Linked DNA regions of Mus musculus: region 2 is linked to region 1. The links are chromatin contacts, called in public HiChIP or PLAC-seq maps. All regions are on one chromosome and are shown on one strand. The core of a region is the stretch at or near the end of the contact, and the rest is flanking DNA. Distances in the headings are between cores, read along the strand shown. Region 1 has its middle 9.7 kb from the start of Gm40981. Region 2 holds the start of Aopep (aminopeptidase O).

Region 1 (2,721 bases), core at 128-2,627:
AACTCTATGTTCATGGGCATAGGTTGACTCTTGCTTAAATTGTATGACTTTTGATTGGGTTAGGAGGGCATCGGGGATCTAGGGCCTCCCTCCTCAAACACCAACCAGGGTTTCAGAGTTCATAATAGGTGGTGTTTATTTTGACAGAATGAGGACACATTCCTTAAATCACTCTGGCAGGCATTAAATAGTCTCTGTTATATTTTGTGCCTCACAAAATCCTAAGTGGTCAGGAAAAGAACACACTGCCAGGACTTATCCCTTACCCAACCCAATTCTTGTACTCCTCTTACTGGCCCCCCACTGGAACATCTAAGTCAAGTCTCTGCTCTCCACATTTGGGGGGGTGAGGGGAAACATAGGGGCGGTGAGGTTTTAATGTGTCCCCCAAATTTCCTCTACATAGGAATGTGTCTCCAAATCCTATGCTCAGGAATTTGGGTGGCATCTGGGATTAGATGAGGTCATAGTGTGGAACCCCCAGGATTCAGTTTGCACCTTTTAAAGAAGAGACACATGACTCAAGCTAGCATGTTTGGTTTAGCACACATCCTGTGCTGTCTTATTATTCAGCATAGATTTTCTCGAACAAGAGGGCCCTCACATGATGCCGAGCTGATACTGGTGCTGTGACCTTGGACTTCTCAGCTTCTAGAATTCTGAGCTAAATAAACCTTATTCTTCATAAGTCATCTGATCTTAGGTATCTTGTAGTATTGACCAAGGCATTCAGCGAGCAAGAAATGAGCCCACTCTACAAGTACATATTATATCAGGAATAGCTGAATACTACAGAGAAATGAATATTGGCAAGGGGTTGAAATCCCAGGGATATCCCAGACACAACCATGTCCTGTAGTTTTCTGAGTCAGGGGCCTGGCCTTTACTGAGCTTTTCTTTAGGCTTTAAAGGTATCCTATAGACTATGTTGATATCATTATTCATTTCCACTAGGGAAGATCATTGGGGGAAACTGGCATCATAGTCAGAAAATGCTGGGGCTGGAGAGATAGCTTTGCTGCTCTCACAGAGGACCCAAGTTCAGTCCCCAACACCCACATGAGGTGCACAACTGCCAGTAACTCCATGTCCAAGGAATCAAATCTCTGGCCTTCCAGGCATTCCCATTCACACACACATACCCACACAGAGACACATTCATACACACAATTAAAAAGAAACTACTGTCTCTGCTGGAAATGACATGATTAGTATGATGACATCATCTATGACAACACCCAGGAGAGGAAGACTAGGACAGCATTTCCCAACAACAACACTCCTAAATTTTGTGTCCCAAGTACCAACTTGTCCTGACATAGCTCCATTAAGCAACTCTCTGAGGTCCTTATCGATCACAGTGACAGTAGCACTGGGAGTAGGTTTCAACTGCAGATTTTCTGCCCCACCCTTGACTTACTGAACCAGAAACCCCAGGGCAGACCTTACCAAGCCACATTTTAACAGGCACAGTGGGTAACTATAATCCAATGGTGCTTAAGAGTCACTCACACCTAGACTACACTTATGGAAACAGTATTTCTGAAGTACAACTTCTACTTTGTAGTTTTTTAAGTCACTTTCTCTCCTGAGCTGTGCTACATACAACATTGCGAATCAAGGTGACATGCTATACATACAAAACAAAGCAAACAACAAAGCTAAAACAAATGAAGATTCTTGCGGTTAGAGAGTTAAGGGAACCTGAGGCTCATGGAGCCAGTGAGCACTGAAGAAATAGATTGTGGTGCATAGTGAGTGTATCTGTGACCTTAGCATTCTGAAGACAGAGGCCAAGAGGATCATGAACTTGAAGGGATTAAAAAGAGCCCATGTGCCATTTCTTCCATCCTTCTGTGATCTCTCTATTTTGGTCCTCACTATTGTTCATAAATCTAAATAATACTGACACTAAGAGGTTTCTGCCTGGAACTCTTAGACCAACAGAAGACAGGATAGCGAGGTGATATTGACATGTTGAAATCGCTAACAAACATCTCCAAGGTCTGAGCCATAGCTTTCTTTAAATGAAGGTTAGCATTTTAATTCAAGGCTTTCCTCTTTAACAAGAATAAAAGACCACACAAGGTTGGAAAACAATCACCTCACATGCTCGCTCTCTCTCTCTCTCTCTCTCTCTCTCTCTCTCTCTCTCTCTCTCTCATGATCTGGCTGCTGTTTCCAGTGCTGTGTAGAAAGGCCCAGGTTTGCTGGTTGTACCAGAGGAGTCACTGGCTTGTAATTCAGGGGTTTTGTGTGGATTGGTGGTTTCATGACCCATACTGCCACCTCCTGGGGATTTCTCCATGGCCAGCTGTGTCATTAGCCTCAGGGTTCCAAACCAAAGAGCATAGGTTATGGTCTCCACCTGCTCTGTTTTCAAGGAGCTAAAATCAGGATGATGGTGACCATTTAAAGAGTCATATGCAGAAAATTAAAAACATTCTTACTGCACACCAACCAAGAGAGAAAACGCATAAGGGATTACTATTTTCTTGTTTTAAGATAGAATCTCAAGAAGTGCGAAGCTGACCTTGAACTCACTATGTAGCTGAGAATGACATTGAACATCTAGTCAGCTGTCTCCATTTCTCCAATACTAGCATTGCATGCACCATCGTGCTATGTTTGTGAGGTTTTGGAAATCAAACCCAGGGCTTTGGGTATATTAGGCAAGTCTTTTACCAGCTGAGCCATGTTTCCAGCCTCTCTTTTGAAACA
Region 2 (2,923 bases), core at 218-2,717, 37 kb before region 1:
GTGGGCTGGAGAGATGGCTCAGCGGTTGAGAGCACTGACCACCGACTGCTCTTCCACTGGTCCTGGTTTCAATTCCCAGCAACCACATCGTGGCTCACAACCGTCTGTAATGGGATCTGGTGTCCTCTTCTGGTGTGTCTGAAGAGAGCACTGGTGTACACATATACATAAAATAAATAAATGAATCAAGAAGAAGAAGAAGAAGAAGAAGAAGAAGAAGAAGAAGAAGAAGAAGAAGAAGAAGCAGCTGCTGCTGCTGCTTCGGCGGCATCTCAGGCTGAAAACCACCTGCTGTGTAAGCACGAGGACGCAAGTTCGGTCCCCAGAACCTGAGTGGAAAGTTTCAGGTCTGTGATTCCAGTGCTGGGGAGATAGAGGCGGGCATTTTCAAGAGTTGCTGGCTAAACCAATCTACCTGGCAAGCTCTAGGCCAGTGAGAGAACCTGTCTCAAAAACACATAAACAAAAAACGGTGGCCAGCATCTATGAAACCACAGTTGATGTTATCCCTTGTCTCCACATGCGTACACGTATTGCACACGTGCATGTGTGTGTTACACACACAATTCATATGGTCAGATGGGTGAATAAACGTATGGAATCACATATGACTAATGTAAAAAGCCTGGAATTTGACCACTGATGGTGGTTATTTTTAAAGGGGAGGAAGAGGAGAGGAGAGAGAGAGACCTTGAAGCCATGCATAACCTTGAATTTAAACTTGCCCTTTGCTTTTGGTTACTGGGAATTTTTCACCCAGTCAATTTGATGGAGCTGAGCCTCAGTTATTTTCTCTGTAAGGCAAACATAATAGTTCATAACTTGCAATACTGCATGAACTAAGGAGACAATGAAATGTAAGTGCAGGGCACAATCCCTGGAGTCTAAAAGACAAGTCGACAGTAAACAATATTATTCTCTGTAGCTCCCAATACGGGACAACCTAATCTTTACCAACTAGGAAATCACTAGCAGCCTTCTCAAATCACACGGAGCACAACACACCCTTCTGAAATGAATGCGCTAGTTGCACGTGGAAACAAAACAAAAGCACGAGGGATCAGAATTGAATTCAGCATCAACACGAGCCCAGTTGTCACCTTTGAAAACAGCTCTAAGCACCGCTCCGCTGGCCGGTGTGGTTTCCGTCTACCATGAGCACCACCTTTGCAGGTAGCGGTCGCCGCAAGTGCTGAGCGCTAATACTGCGGCTACAATTTATGTGACAGCATCCCAAGGGCTCGCCCCAGACAAGTCAGACAGGATCCCACCGCCTCGCTTCACAAGAGGCGAACAGGATCCCACTGGCTCACCACAGGGCAAGACGGATCGGATCCTACCTGCTCACCCCACCAGAGGTCGTGGGTCCGCATAACCCGGAGCGGCTGCTTGACACCGGAGCTGCAGGTTACCTGTCTCAGCTGCGGTGCTGCTGCAGCTACACTTCCGCAGACTCCGGGTTACCACGGGCTACCAGGCAAACACTAATTGCGTCATCAACACGCGCCAGGGTCGGCCGCTTCCCCCTCCCACCCCCTGTAGGCCAGTTCCTCGGCCGCTACTGCGCAGGCGCAGGGCTGCTAGTGGCCACGGTATCAAGACTCCAGACGCGTGAACTACACGCACGCCTCACTGAAATACAAATGTGTCGTTTTTGCCTTTGAGACAGGTCTCTCTGTGTAGTTCTGAGTGGTCTGGAACCTACTATGTAGACCAGGCTGGCCTCGAACTCAGAGATCAGCCTGCCTCTGCTTCCTGAGTGCGCTGTTTATTCTTCATTCCACATTTCTGAAGCATATGATTGGACTTTACATATTCATCCCAGCACAGTGCCTTAAATAAGATCATACTATGCGCCATACAGACAGTTACAGTATCTGCGGCTACAAAAGTGGGCCAGTTGTGCTTGCCTTTGTAGAGACAATCTTTGGTTGAGAAAGCAAGTTCTGAATAGTTCAACAGAATATTCCCTTTTTAAAAATTCATTTAGTATGTGGGGTGGTGTGTAATTGTATGTATGTCTAGGTACACGAATGTACAAATGGACCCCCTTGGAACTGGAGCTGCAGAGATAGTTGTAAGCTACCCCGTGAGTGCTGTACACCAAACCCAGGTCTTCTGCAACAGCAGCCAATGCTCTTAACCACTGAGTTAAGCTGCACCACATCAGCTAATTCTCGTATGGATGTTCTTAGAGGTACACATATGGAAGTAAGTCTCTGAAAAATGGAAGGAAGTCAGAGCCACTTCACTACAGGAGGTCTAATACCCTCTGAGGAGACTCATTTAACTGGGAAGAGAGGGGAAGGCTATAAAGACCTGCGAGCAAAGCAGCTAGAAGGATCAGAAGCACCTAGTACATGCAGCTTGTGGCGCCCTTGAAGAACACAGGGTGAAACCAACAAGGCCCAAAGGCCCCATCCTGCAGCACATTTCTGGGCCACTGTAAGCAAGGAGCGTGGATTCTGTCGCCAGGGAAGAGTGAGTGACAGGAACTAGTTTTGAAACGCAGAGCAGGCTGCTGTGTGTGCTGGGCATGAAGCACACAGAAAGAAGGGACTGGTGAGATGTGATGGAGAAAAATGGATACATATAAAAGGTAATTTGGAAATTGATGTGACAGGTGGGAAGGATTAGATAAAAGTCTAGACAAAAAAAAAAGTTACTGAAAGTGAGTGCTAGAATAGATTTGTTGAACTCTATAGTGAGAACCAGGTTTGTTCCATCTTTCAATCCTGACTTCTTTGCCTTCCTGTTACCCAACACTGTAGGACCACACACACACACACACACACACACACACACAGTTTCCCCTTTCCGTAACTCTTTCCTTCTTGGACTCCTTATGTTACCATCCCCAAGCCTTCAGCAGGCTTGCAATTCTAAGAGGAGAGGCATGTGAGGAGGCTAAGGAGAGGGGCTC

The links. HiChIP or PLAC-seq counts read pairs in DNA pulled down with a chosen protein or histone mark.
Region 2: a contact with region 1 is called in an H3K4me3 HiChIP or PLAC-seq map of bone marrow-derived macrophages, with 2.5 times the contacts expected there. The contact joins the promoter of Aopep here to the enhancer-like site in region 1. A contact is called at or near these places in 5 of 39 promoter capture datasets (the C10 cell line, embryonic stem cells, hematopoietic stem and progenitor cells and 1 more), 10 of 484 Hi-C or Micro-C datasets (the C10 cell line, the N1E-115 cell line, bone marrow-derived macrophages and 7 more), 5 of 115 datasets of contacts at active chromatin or transcription factors (CD8 T cells, the HPC-7 cell line, the SCID.adh cell line and 2 more) and 2 of 9 other capture datasets (adipose tissue and liver).

Annotation. Positions count from the first base shown.
Region 1 is chr13:62,926,222-62,928,942 of GRCm38.p6, reverse strand. No RefSeq gene overlaps it. Among named protein-coding and RNA genes, the nearest start is that of Gm40981, 9.7 kb to the right of the region's middle. Within about 2 kb of position 1,377, at least 19 of the 459 cell types and tissues checked have an H3K27ac peak or open chromatin away from gene starts, as enhancers often do. A contact at or near this core is called in the N1E-115 cell line, the SCID.adh cell line, bone marrow-derived macrophages and 1 more, where this site is marked.
Region 2 is chr13:62,963,437-62,966,359 of GRCm38.p6, reverse strand. Aopep (aminopeptidase O) reads right to left here and starts at 1,467. Exons shown (of 16, transcript NM_001289926.1): 1 at 1,341-1,467.